2 separate regions of the Danio rerio genome follow, and region 1 is linked to region 2. Evidence: chromatin contacts called from public Micro-C data. All regions are on one chromosome and are shown on one strand. The core of a region is the stretch at or near the end of the contact, and the rest is flanking DNA. Distances in the headings are between cores, read along the strand shown.

What was found. A called contact is a pair of places that touch in the nucleus more often than the background predicts.
Region 1: a contact with region 2 is called in a Micro-C map of caudal fin, with 5 times the contacts expected there. The contact joins the promoter of tbl3 here to the enhancer-like site in region 2. A contact is called at or near these places in 2 of 18 Hi-C or Micro-C datasets (caudal fin and an unstated tissue).

The regions. Positions count from the first base shown.
Region 1 is chr3:67,183,169-67,190,766 of GRCz12tu, forward strand. It overlaps tbl3 (transducin beta like 3), which reads right to left and starts at 1,572. Exons shown (of 23, transcript NM_001007402.1): 1 at 1,401-1,572; 2 at 1,245-1,296; 3 at 1,051-1,146. The coding sequence starts at 1,432. It overlaps sco1 (synthesis of cytochrome C oxidase 1), which reads left to right and starts at 3,506. Exons shown (of 7, transcript NM_001309798.1): 1 at 3,506-3,815; 2 at 5,643-5,756; 3 at 6,024-6,114. The coding sequence starts at 3,606.
Region 2 is chr3:67,141,058-67,148,345 of GRCz12tu, forward strand. noxo1a (NADPH oxidase organizer 1a) reads left to right here and starts at 6,958. Exons shown (of 8, transcript NM_001077584.2): 1 at 6,958-7,097. The coding sequence starts at 7,032. Within about 2 kb of position 3,679, at least 21 of the 62 cell types and tissues checked have an H3K27ac peak or open chromatin away from gene starts, as enhancers often do. A contact at or near this core is called in caudal fin, where this site is marked.

The DNA of each region.
Region 1 (7,598 bases), core at 322-2,821, 40 kb after region 2:
TTTTTTTGTCGGCTTAGTCCCTTTATTAATTTGGGGTCACCACAGCGGAATGAACCGCCAAATTATCCAGCAAGTTTTTACGCAGCGGATGCCCTTCCAGCCGCAACCCATCTCTGGGAAACATCCACACACACACACACACACACACACACACACACACTCATACGCATTTATTTATATACAATTATATAAACCTGAACAATGTGTAAAATATTTATCTTCTATCTTCCAAATAACAGTTCAGAATAATCCCAATGTTAATGAAATCTTTCCAAATACAGCTATATAGGATATGTTGTGTAACTGTATTCATATTGCAGCAAATCAAAAGATCTCAATGTCAGATTTCTCCAATATGGTGCAGCCCTGATTATAACTGGTTCACTCCCCCGTGACACAAAAATAAGTAAATAAATACATTAAATGAGCATGATTATATTCACATTTCAGTCCACAGTTAAGCTTAAAACTCAATTTTAACCTCATGGCAGCACAACACATATTATTAGTATACATGTTCATGAATGAATGAATGATTATGCATGTAAACTGACAAAAAAACGTCTGTTTATTAGCTTCTGTCGTTGAGTTTATAGTCCAGATATCTACAAACTCCTAAATCAAGAAGCATTTTCTAGACAAGCAACAAATAAAGAGTTGTTTTAAAAAAAAAAAATAGTCAAAATGAAGAGAGTTTCTCCTTAAACAAGCTGAATAATCTTGTTTTCACTTTAAAATATGATTATGATCAATATTCTCCACATTGGCAGATTATTCTGCTTGTTTTTGACTCATCAAACCCACTTCATTTTGACTCATTATTGCTGAAAACAAGTCTATATTGTATCCTGGTCCAGAAAATGCTTCTGGATTAAAGAGTTTTTAGACAAGAAACAAGATGAAACCCTAAGGAGTAGCAGTACTGTTAGCGGTTTAGTGTAGCATGTCCACTGTTAAACTGACTTGATCTATGAATGAATGAGTCTGTGTGGACACTGTTCTAATGACACACACACACACACACACACACACACACACACACACACTGACCTGTTCAATGCTGTGTATGATCTTCCCTGTGCTGATCTGCAGGATGTTGATCTTTGGTCCATAAGTGCAGAAGATGTGCTGCTCGTCTGCACTGACCTGACGGAGAGACAAGAGCAGGCAGGATTGATGACCGCCACTCATTCATTAACGCAATGCTAATATTATATTATTATGGTTATTATTGGCGATCTCACCTGCACTTTACCTCCCTTATAGAAAGGCTCGATTCTGCTGGAGACCGCATAACTAACACACAGATGATTAGAAGTCAAACCGGTTGTCAAAATATAGAGTTAGCATTGATCTGAGCTAGCCAGAATTATCTTACAACAGACGGAAACGGCGCTTACTTTGACTTGAAGAGCAGCGTTTTCCCAGCCATGGCAGCCCGCGCTGTTTTCAACTCCTCGTCGATATTGTAAATGTTGCTGTTATTGTTAAAAGTTTATGTGTTTATTATTTTTGCAGCCCTTGGTGATACACGCATGGTGCATGTGTTCATGGATGTTGTCGCACAGATATGACGTCAAAATGTTCACGCGAGTACCCCAGTGACGCCTAGCGGCAGACACGCGAACAGCATCAAAGAGCAGTTAATTATAATTAGTAGTAGTGTAGTAGTAGTAAATACTACTAATAGTAACAGTAGTGATAACAATAATTACAACAGTGCACTAGTATCAACAATTCTGTTATATAAACAGTAAAAAAAACAAATTAATGAATGAATTATATAATTATTTTTTTGCACGAATTATTAAACATAAATGAATAACTAAATCAATTATTAAATGAATAAATACATGAAATATTAAACGAACGAACGAATGAATGATCGATTGAATGAATGAATTATTGAATGAAAGAATGCATGAACTATTAAATGAATGAATTACTGAATGAATTAGTAAATAAATAAATCAATAAATTAATGGATGAACGAATGAATAAATAAATTATTGAATGAATGAATGAATGAATTATTTAATAAATAAATTCATGAATTATTGAAAGAATAAATGAATTAATAAATTATTGAAATAATGAATGCATGAATTATTAAAGGAAAGAATGAATAAATTATTAAATGAATGAATGAATGATTGAATGCATGAATGAATGAATGAATGAATAAATGAATTAATTTTTGAAAGAGTTAATGAATAATAAAAATGAAGAAATTATTAAAGGAATGAATAAATAAATAAATTATTGGTTGAATGAATTCATGAATTATTGGAAGAATGAATGAATGAATGAACGAATCAACAAATGAATGAATGAATGAATTTAATTAATTATAAAAATTAATGAATTATTAAATGAATGAATAAAGAATTGAAGTTGAATTGGATGAACGAATGAATGAATTATTGAATGGATTAATGAATAACAAAAATGAATGAATTAATGCATGAATTATTGAATTTATTAATAATAGAATAAATGAATGAAGTATTGAATAAATGAATGAATGCATAAACTATTGAATGAAGGAATTAGTAAATTTATTATTAAATAAATGAATGAATGCATGAATTAGTGAACAAATAAATGAATGAATTATTGAATGAATTAATGGGTTACTGAATGAATTGTTAAATGAATGAATTAACAAATGGACTAATGAATTATTCAATGAATGAATGAATGAATGAATACACAAATAAATGAATGCATGAATTGTTGGATGAAATAATGAATTAGTTAATTAATTTATGAATTATTAAAATGAATGAATAAATGAATTTTTGAATGAATGAATACATGACAAAATCATTGAATGACTGAATGCATGAACTATTGAGTAAATAAATTACTGAATTTATTATTAAATGAATGAATTAATGCCATGAATTACTGAACAAATGAATGAATGAATTATTGAATGAATGAATGAATGAATTATTGAATGAGTTAATGAATTATTAAATGAATGAATGAATGAATGAATGAATGAATGAATGAATGAATGAATAAATAATTGAATGAATGAATTATTGAATAATTGAATGAATAAATGAATGAATTATTGAATGAATGCATGAGGTATTGAACGAATTAATTTATTATTAAATTACTTAATGAAATATTAAATGAATTATTTATTTTTTGAGCAAATGAACGAATGAATGAATGAACGAATGAATGAACGAATGAATGAATGAATGAATGAATGAATGAATGAATGAATGAATGAATGAATGAATGAATATTAGCGGGTACATCTGCATAAGATGATTAGTGCTTGTGCTGAATCTGTTTTCTGACCAACACTAGCTCTAGATGAGGACAAACGCTCTTCAGCTGAATGTTAACTTCTCCTTCAGCCATGTTAAACCTGGATTTCCCATATAACAACACTGATGCTGGCGCTAGATGTCAACAACATTCAATATCATACACTGCACGCGAAGAAGTCAGCTATCTCTACGTCACTTCCGCTCTCAGTTTCACATCATCCTCAAGCAGACCTCAGATCAGTTCGTGTCAGCGTGACCGTTAATATCCGCGGTTGTATAATCATAACAGCTGATGCCGGGTCAGTGGTTTGTATGCGGGGCTCAGATGGTCACTTCCGCGTAGCTGATGTGCTGACTGTTAGCACCATGAGTTTAGCAGCAGTTTTGGGTTTAAACAGTGTAAGATGTCAGATGTTCAGGTTAGTGTGTGGCAGTAAAACATGTAATGGTGTTTTGAGTCTGCGCAGTGCGGAGGGAAGAGCTGCGCGCGCATGTGCAGTGCGCTCACACAGCAACATATCGGTAGGTCATTCACTTACTACAGTAATAATATTAATAATAATCATAATACTGCAGCACATTTATTGATTTATATGTGATGGAGGAATAATTACTGCGATTTATTTCCAGATGACATCCGCCATTGTTTATGTATTTGTGTCAAAAAACTAAAAGGGGGTTATTATATGCAATTAATGTCATTATATAATGCTTTATATAGTAATGATGTTGATTTATTTAATAATAATGTTGTTTTTAATATTTATTTATGCCTGTGAAGCACTTTGGGTTGGATGTTATGTAGGAAAAGTGCTATATTTGACTGCTATACTGTACATTTAGTGCTATACTGTACTGAAATGCACAATAATTACAGTGTTATACAGGTCATTCACTTATTACAATATTTATAATAACAATTATACAGCACATCTAAGGGTTTATATGTAGAGTACTAATTACTGCAAATTATTTCCAGACGACATCCGCTATTATTTATGTATTTGCGTCACAAATGAAAAGGAAGTTATCAATAATATAGCAATAATGTTTATATAGAAATGATGTTGTTTTTAATAATTGTTTATGCTCGTAAAGCACTTTGAGTTGGATGTTATGTAGGAAAAGTGCTATATTTGACTGCTATACTGTACATTTAGTGCTTTACTGTATTAAAATGTATTATTTTTAATAATTAAAGTGTTATACAGGTCATTCACTTATTACAATAACAATAATACAGCACAGCTATAGAATAATAATTACTGCGATTTATTTCCAGACGACATCCGCTATTATTTATGTATTTATATAAAAAATTATGTTGTTTTATGTAATAATTATGTTTGTTTTTTTAAATATGTTTGTGAAACATAAAATGTATTAATGTAACAATAATAATACAAGTGTTATATGACTTGCAGTTTTGTGATTGATATAAATAATTGTGTTTAATCATTAACAAATGATGGCTGCTATGCATATTTCTCATTTATTGATGGATTTACACCTACTAAGAAGTTATTCAAGGTACTAAATACTAATAAATATAGATATATGCCAGACAAAGTTATATTTGGGGTAATGTGAAAACAAAATACCCAAAATATTTATTGCAATTAATTTTTTTCTGCCACTATTTGTTAAACCACTATAGCTTTTACACATTCGTCAGTATGAAGTTTATATTAATTTACGATATAATCAAATATGTATTTGAATACTTCAGTACAGGTCAGAATAATCATCTGTTGAGCTAAATGAGGAGGAAAACTCATTATTTTTATGTTTGATAATGTGATTTTTTTCATTGAAGTTACTTGATTTTAAATGTTCAGTCTGTGTATATACAAACACAATACTACATTAATAAATGCACAGCACATTTCTAATCATAATACATTTAATTAATCCTCTCCAAGAACTGATTTATGTTCTCTTCATCATGATGACAGCACATAATATTAGACTAGATATTCTTCAAGACACTAGTGTTCAGCTTACAGTGACATGTAAAGGCTTCACTAGGGTAATTAGGGTAAAGTTAGGGTAATTAGGCAAGTCATTGTATAACAGTGGTTTGTTCTGGAGACAATCCAACACTAATATTGCTGAAGGGGTGAATAATATTGAGCTTAACATGACTTTAACACTATTAAACACTGCTGTTATTCTAGCACAAATAAAACACATCAGACTTTCTCCAGAAGAACAAACATTAGAGGAAACACTGAGAGAAATTCTGTTCAACATCATTTGGGAAATACTTGAAGAAGGAAAAAAATCTGCAGCCGGGTGAATAAATCTAACTTCAATTTTATATATGACCTTCTTCCTCTTCTTCTTCAGTTATGGCGGTGTCGGACGGCTCCATGTGTGTCTGTTCTGCACATGCGAACACTTTCCACTCTTCCTCCACCTCCATCATCCAGCGGAGACAAACCCAGCAGCCGGAAGACTGGAGTAAGCTTCACCACAGCTCCTTTATTCAACATATTGTTGATATACATTAATATTTTTAAGTCTGCATGGACTAGAAGTTGCTGAGACTTTCATTTCATTATGTTGATGAGCTTCCAACTGAATATTGAGTAGGGGGCGGGGCTTGTAGTGAACTAACATTAGCAGGGGCAAGGCTAAGAATAAGAGAGGTGTGTAGTGTAATGTGCAGGTTAGTGGTTGACTAATAATTTCAAGCTTAAAAATGGTAATAATGTGTGTTTTCCACAGCCAGTGACATGGAAATCTCTCGCTGTCACGTTTGCGCTGGGAGGAGGCCTGCTTCTAGCAATGAAATACTTCAAGAGGGAAAAAGAGGAATGTAAGCATGAGGGTTCATGCATCTGAACATCCAAATTAAATCAAGTAATACTTCATTAGTAGCCCCTCCCCTTCACCATCAGCACCTCCCCTTTTCAGTAGCCTCTCCCCTTAATCAATAGCCCCTGCCTTTACCATCAACTCCTCCCCTTCGTTAATATTAGCCCCTTCATGAGCAGCCCCTCCTCTTCATTATAAGCTCCTCCTCTTCACCAGCAGCCCCTACCCATCACCATCAGCTTCTCCCCTTAATCAATAATAGCCCCTCCCCTTCAACAGTAGCTCCTCCGCTTTACCAGCAGCTCCTCCCCTTCATCAATAACCCCTCCCCTTCACTATCAGCTCCTCCCTTTCATAATCAGCCCCTTTCTTTTCCCAGTTGCTCCTCCCTTTCATCAACAGCTTCTCCCCTACATCAATAATAGCTCCTCCCCTTAATCAGTAGCTCCTCCCTTTCATCAGTAATAGCCCCTTCCCTTCATCATTAGCTCCTCCCTTTCATAATTACCTTCTCCCCTTCACTATCAGCTCTTTCCTTTCATAATCAGCCCCTTCCTTTTCCCAGTTGCTCTTACCTTTCATCAACATCTTCTCCCCTTCATTAATAATAGCCCCACCCCTTCATAATTAACTCCTCCCATTCATCAACAGCCCCTCCCCTTCACCATCAGCTCCTCCCTTTCATAATCAGCCCCTTCTATTCCCCAGCTGCGCCTCCCTTTCATCAACAGCTTTCCCCTCTTCATCAATAATAGCTCCTCCCCTTCATCAGCAGCTCCTCCTACTAACCAGCAGCTCCTCACCTTCATAATTTTTAACTCCTCCCCTTCATCAGTTTCTCCTCCCCTTTATAATCAGCTCCTGCTTTCCATAATCAGGTCCTCTCCTTCATCTGCAGCTCCTCTCCTTTACCAGTAATTACCCCTCCCCCTCATCATTAGCCCCTCCCCTTTATAATTAGCACCTCCTCTTAATCAGCAGAGTCTTTCCTTCATAATCAGCTTCTCCATTAACAGCTCCTCCTCTTCATCAATAGCCCCTCTCTTTCATAATCCGCCCCTCCCCTTCATCAATAATAGCCCCACCCCTTTCCTCATCAGCTTCTCCCCTTCATTATTGGCTCCTCCTCTTAACCAGCAACTCCTCCCTTTCATTGATATATCATCCCCTTCATCATTAGCTCCTCCCTTTTACCAATAGCCCCTCCCTTCCACTATCAGCTCCTCCCTCTCATAATCAACCCCTTCCTTTCCCCAGTTGCTCCTCCCTCTCATCAACAGCTTCTCCCCTTCATCAATAATAGCTCCTCCCATTCATCAATAGCTCCTCCCCTTCATCATCAGCTCCTACTCTATCTGTAATAGCCCATCCCCTTCATCAGTAGCTCCTCCTCTTCAACAGAAAACTCCTCCCCTTAATCAATTATAGTCCCTCCCCTTCACCATCAGCCCCTTCCTTTCCCCAGTTGCTCCTCCCTTTCATTAA
Region 2 (7,288 bases), core at 2,429-4,928:
TATTAGTTTCTTTATTTCGTTGAACACATAAGAAGATGTTTTGAAGAATGTTGGAATCATTTTTGAAACGATGGAAGTCGATGTTTACTGGTTTTCAGCATTCTCCAAAATATCTCATTTAGTGTTTAAAAGAAAAAAGGAAACTCGTAATGTGTTTGGGAGAGTAAATAGTGAGTAAATATTCATTTTGGGGTGAACTCTCCCTTTAATCTGTCATTCATTTATTTTCAGCTTAGTCTGTTTATTGCCACAGCGGCATGAACCGCCTTTTTAATCACTATTAATGTTAGTTTTTAATAAATTAACAGCTTAATTAGTTCATATTTACTTATGTTTACTAAACTATAGATAACATAACACGACCTTATAATGAAACACTGAATCTGTTATGTGTAATAACGTGTTTATTAATGGAATTATGTAAACTACAATGCTTCTCCTAATAAATGCTCTGCATAATGAAGAATAATGTTAATGAAGAGGCTATAAACATGTTTATTCATGTGGACTCTAATAAATAAGCTATATTATTATATATACTGAATTATTTATCATTACAGAGCATTTATTGGGATAATTATGAGCTGTATTGTACTGAAACATTGTGTTATTAACACATCTGTGCATTAATTAATAACTAATGTGTTCATATATGCTTCGTTATCGTTAATGAGTGCATTAATTACTGTTGATCAGCACAACTGTATTGTTTAAAAGTGTTGCCGCTGTTTTTAATAGTAGACTAGTCTGTGTTTAACCCCACAAATAAATAGCATTAACACAGATATTGTCGTATTTCCACCTGCTTATGTCTGGCTTTATTTAAAGAGACAGTTCACCATTAAAACACGCTGCTCTTACTCAGAGTTTACGCCTCTTTTCTAGCCCAAATGTCTGAAAACTCTAAAATCAAGAAGCGTTTTATAGACAAATATTACATCTTGTGATGATTTCAGTAATAATGAGTCAGATTTAAGTGAGTTTTTCATTAAAACAAGCAAAGTAATCAGCAAAAATAAGATTATTTTGCTTTGTTTTAGTTGCAATCTCTTCATTTTGACTGGTTATTTCTGAAATCTACACTATGTTTAATATTCGTCTACAAAACGCTTCTTTATTTGAGGGTTTGTGGATGTTTAGGGTTGATATTTTAGTGTGAACTGACCCTTTAAAATGTTTTGTACATACAAATATGATCCAACATCACAATAATCACAGGTTACATTGAAGTCAGTGCACAATAATAACCGCAGCGCCCTGTTTTGCAGATCACATGTGTGGTTTCTCTTCTTTTATAAAAGCAGAACGGTGTGTGTGTTTTCTGGATGGTGTGTGAGTATATACACACACACACACACGTACATAACGGGGTGTTTGTGGCGTAACACACACCAGTTCATTCTCTGCAGTTACAGACGGCTCTCTATGGGCTCAGAAGATCAGAAATAAAGACTATTGAACGTGTGTGTGTGTGCGTGCGTGTGTGTGTGTGTGTGTGTGTGTGTTTCATCATTTCAGTAATATCATTAAGAGTTATGAATGATCTTTTTGTTGGCACAAAGCGAAACCAGATGGGCGGCTTAGTGGTGTCGCACTGTGGCCTCACAGCACTCAGGTCTCTGGTTTGAGTCTCGGCTGGGTCAGTTGGTGTTTCTGTGTGGAGTTTGCATGTTCTCCCTGTGTTGGCGTGGGTTTCCTCCGGGTGCTCCGGTTTCAGTCCAAACACATGCGCTATAGGGGAACTGATCAACTACACTGGCTGTAGTGTATGAGTGTGTGTGTGTGTGTATGGGTGTTTCCCAGTGATGGGTTGCAGCAAGAAGGGCATCCACTGCGTAAAACCTATGCTGGATAAGTTGGAAGGTCATTCCACTGTGGCGACCCCTGATTAATAAAGGGACTAAGCCGAAAAGAAAATTAATGAGTTGGCGGTTCATTCTGCTGTGGCGACCCCTGATGTATAAAGAACTAAGCCGAAAAGCAAATGAACATATGAGTGTGTGTTTGAATGTCTGTATGAGTTTTTCCCAGTGATGGGTTGCAGCTAGAAAGGGCATCCGCTGTGTCAAATAAATGCTTGAATAGTTGGCGGTTCATTCTGCTGTGGTGACCCCTGATGAATAAAGGGACTAAGCAAAAAAGAAAGTGAATGTGTGTTTGAATGTATGTATGGGTGTTTTCCAGTACTGGGTTGCAGCTGGAAAGACATATGCTGGAATATTTGCTGGTTCATTCCACTGTGGCAACCTCTGATAAATAAAGGGACTACGCCGAAAAGAAATGAATGTGTGAGTGTGTGTTTGAATGTCTGTATGGGTGTTTCCCAGTGCCGGGTTGCAGCTGGAAGGGCATCTGCTGGGTTAATCAAATGCTGGAATAGTTGGCGGTTCATTCCGCTGTGGTGACCCCTGATAAATAAGGGACTTTAAATAAATGTTTAATATTTATTTAAATGAAGCGGCTCCTTTAACCAGCAGGTGGCGCAGTTTATCAGCTTTTCTTCTAATATTCTGACCTGCCCAATACATCATCACTATATTACAACACATCATGCATTATTGCTGTGTTATACTGTTAGTGTGTAGTTATTTCTCATTTTACTTATTAAAAACATTTTGCAAATTATAAATTACATTGATTATAATTAAAATATTAATATTAAAATATATAAATTATATTATTATTTTACTGTTTTTTTACAAAATTATAAGAAATATTTATTTATTTATTTTATTTTCGGCTTAGCCCCTTTATTCATCAGAGGGCGCCACAACGGAATGAACTGCCAACTATTCCATCATATGTTTTACACAGCGGATGCCCTTATAGCTGCAACCCAGTACTGGGAAACACCCATACACACTCATTCACACTCACACACTATGGCCAGTTTAGTTCCCCTATAGCGCACGTGTTTTGGACTGTGGGGGAAACTGAAGCAAACCCACGCCAACACGGGGAGAACATGCAAACTCCACACAGAAACACCAACTGACCCAGCCGGGACTCAAACCAGAGACCTTCTTACTGTAAGGCTACAGCACTACCCACTTTGCCATCAATTATTAAGCAAATTAATTCCTAAACCCTCCCCAGAAAAGATGCAATCAAACAACAACTGGGATTTGATGGAGGAAAAATAAATCATTAAACAATATAATAAAAGAAAGAGACTTTTAATTTGTCATCAAATAATGATTAGCATTAACTCCCCGACAGACACATTGATTATCTGACTGATCTCAGCGGCTCTCTTCTGTAAATCACGATAACACTGACAGTCATTATTATTTATAATAATAAAAAAAATTAATCAAACAAGAAACATCTGAAGGATGAAGAAGCAAACTAGAAGCTCCACTTTTATGACAGCTTTAGGCTCATTTCAGCTTTCGTTCATCAGCAGGATCTCTGCAGCTCAGAGGATCATTGTTCCTGCATGACGTCACGTGGTTAACAGTAAGGACGACTCGCAGCAGGAAGAGGCCGCTTTACATTTACCAACACTGCTGTAAAGGAGGAAATCAGGTGAAACTGTTGACAGCATGATTAACACTCGCAGATTTACACAATATATAATCATAAATAAACATGAATGAAGCCAGTGCTTTAACATGGGAGAGCGCATTCAGCCAGACGGTGTTAGATGATTCTCCTGAATGCGGTGTGTGTACAGTAGCTGTGTGTCGTCTGGGGGTTATTACAGATTAAAGTGCTGGAGTTATAGTTATTTCCTCCCAAAGTGAGTCTAGTAAAGTGAAATCGCTATTTCTTGCTGCACATATATGCTGCTTTGTATCAGATTTGCATAGTGTATTATCTAAAATGGTCTATATTAATCAATGCATAATAGTCTATTGTTATTTAACAACAACAACCAATCAGAGTACAGTAGAGGTGTCTGGCCAATCAGAGTAGAGTGCAGTAGAAGTGAAGAGCAGGGGAGCGGCTGGGGGGGTTTTGCGCTTTGGGTTTGGTTACTGGGATGGAGGTTGCGTGCTGTATTCGGTGGGCGAACATGCACCAGACTGTACCAAAAAGCTGGGGGGGGTGGAAGGAGGTGTTTTGATCTGGTAGACAGAACAACATGGGAATTTGGGTCTGAAATACTGAAGACTCCTGTGAAAACCGTGAGTGTTGGAAGGTATGCAGAACAGAGTCTTCTGACCAATCAGATTACAGTTATCTGACCAATCAGAGCAGAGTCTTCTGACCAATTAGAGCAGAGTCTTCAGACCAATCAAAGGCAGAGCAGAGTCTTCAAACCAATCAGATTAGAGTTATCTGACCAATCAGAACAGAGTCTTCTGACCAATCAGAGCAGAGTCTTCTGACCAATCAGATTACAGTTATCTGACCAATCAGAACAGAGTCTTCTGACCAATCAGAGCAGAGTCTTCTGACCAATCAGATTACAGTTATCTGACCAATCAGAACAGTCTTCTGACCAATCAGAGCAGAGTCTTCTGACCAATCAGATTACAGTTATCTGACCAATCAGAACAGAGTCTTCTGACCAATCAGAGCAGAGTCTTCAGACCAATTAGATTAGAGTTATCTGACCAATCAGAGCAGAGTCATCTGACCAATCAAAGCAGATAAAGTCTTCTGACCAATCAGAGCAGATAAAGTATTCTGACCAATCAAAGCAGATTAGAGTCTTCTGACCAATCAGAGCGGATTCGAGTCATCTGACCAATCAGATCAGATTAGAGTTATCTGACCAATCAGAGCAGAGTCTTCTGACCAATCAAAGCAGATTAGAGTCCTCTGACCAATCAGAGCAAATAAGAGTCTTCTGACCAATCAGAGCAGATTAGAGTTATATGACCAATCAGAGCAGAGTCATCTGACCAATCAGAGCAGATAAAGTCTTCTGACCAATCAGAGCAGAGTCTTCTGACCAATCAAAGCAGATTAGAGTAATCTGACCAATCAGAGAAGAGTTATCTGACCAATCAAAGCACAGTAGAGTTAACTTACCAATCGGAGCAGTCTTCTGACCAATCAGAGGAGAGCGATCTGTCCAGTCAGAATAGAGTATAACCATCTAACCAATCAGAGTAAAGTAATCTGACCAATCAGTAAAATAGATAGTAAAAAAAATCAAAAACTAATTATTTATCATTATTTAGCATGAAATATTATTACTAAAACACAAAAAATACTAAATAAAACTAAATATTACATATATATATATATATATATATATATATATATATATATATATATATATATATATATAAACAAATTTTAACACTATAACAAAAAATAAAATTGAGTAAAACACACACAAAATAAATTAAATGTAAAAATAATAAAGTAATTTGAACAAATGTGTTGTCGAATCAATGAACGCCATCACTTATAAACCTCATTGTAATATATTACAGCACAAATGTGTCTGATGAGGTGTAAAGGTGGTTTTTCCAGCAGTGTGGAAATGTGCTAAAATAAACACAGGTGTATCCGTTTCACACCTGAGAGGAAGCCCCGCCCACTGCTGTTTCCCCATGCCAATAATAACCTGCAGGAATGTGTCTTTATTTAGCTTCTGTTTCCAGGAACGTCTGGGCTTTACGACCCTCTGTACGTGATCATCAGCACATCATACACTCATTTGTAATATTATGTTTATATTATATTATTATGTTATCATGATAACACTGACACCAATGCACACTTAAAGGGACAGTTCACACAAACAATTACTATTTACTCAGTATGGACTCGGCATTTACCTGACTGAGCTTCTTTCCTAAAGAAGATACTTTGAAGAATGTTGAAAAACTGGTAACCATTTACTTCCATAGGAAAAATAAATACAATGGAAGTCAATGGTTACAGGTTCTTCAACATTCTTCAAAATGTCTTCTTAGCCTTCAACAGGAGAAAGAACCCCATAAAGGTTTGAAACAAGGGAAGGATGAGTAAATGATGACAGAATTTACACTTTTGGGTGAATTGTGCCTTTAAATACACAATTAATACACAAACGTGGGATTTGAGGCGATTTAATTGAAATTTTTGAGTGAACCGACCCTTTAAAACACAATTGATACACAAACGTGGGATTTGGGGTATTAAATATACATTTTTGAGTGAACTGACCCTCTAAAATACACAATTAATACACAAACATGGGATTTGAGGTGATTTAATTTACATTTTTGAGTGAACTGACCCTTTAAAACACACAATTGATACACAAACATGGTATTTAGGGTATTAAATATACATTTTTGAGTGAACTGACCCTCTAAAATACACAATTAATACACAAACATGGGATTTGAGGCGATTTAATTTATATTTTTGAGGGAACTGACCCTTAAAATACACACAGATAATATTGATAACCTGGGATTTAGGGGATTGATACCTTATAAGGTATTTATTTTGTTTTGTGTAATGTTTTATTTTTAATAAGCAACACTGCCTGACAAAACTTTTCTTACAGCTTACCAATTATCACTTTATTTCTAGACATTAATAGTGTATAGTTTACCACTAAATGTGCGTTTATTTGCTTTTTCTAATTAAATAATTTTATATTCAGGTTTATTTTTATTTCATGACATTTTCAATGTCTATTAATACTTTCTGGTGGTTAAACTCGGAGTAATAAAAGTGATTCTCGTTAAATAACAGGTGTAAACAGGTGTAAAATAACAATAATACAGAAATATATAGGCCTAGTGTGAGTCAAGTTATGATGACATCCTCAGTAGACAAAGAGAAAAGCACAATAAGCTATAAGGTGTCGTTGAAAAGTCTGTCATAATGCAACCTTATTTGCAAAGAAACAATGGAGTCGAATTCCCTGACATGTCAGGCTCTTTCGGAGAATGTCAGTCGCATCACGGCGGACTTTCCGGTTTGTGAAATTGGCGCGCACCTGTTCCCGCCTCCGACTGGAAATGCCATAAATAGCGAGAAAGACAAGACAGTCGGACATTAGAAGAAGAGCTGAGCACAACAGCACAACAACACAACATATAAACACATTATAACACTGCAAAATGCCCGAGATGGACGAGCAAAGACACCCCGTCAATATTCAGCTTCTAGGAGTGATGCAGAAAGAAATGACCAAAGTAAGACACACGATTGTTTATTTATTTATTTGATTCTTTCTTTCTTTCTTTCTTTCTTTCTTTCTTTCTTTCTTTACTAATTTTGCTCACATTTTGTGCATTTAATGTAATGTGTACATGTAATTGTCTTGTGCTGACGGTTATGTTGATTTGAAGGATCATTAAATTTGCTATAAATATGTGACACCCTG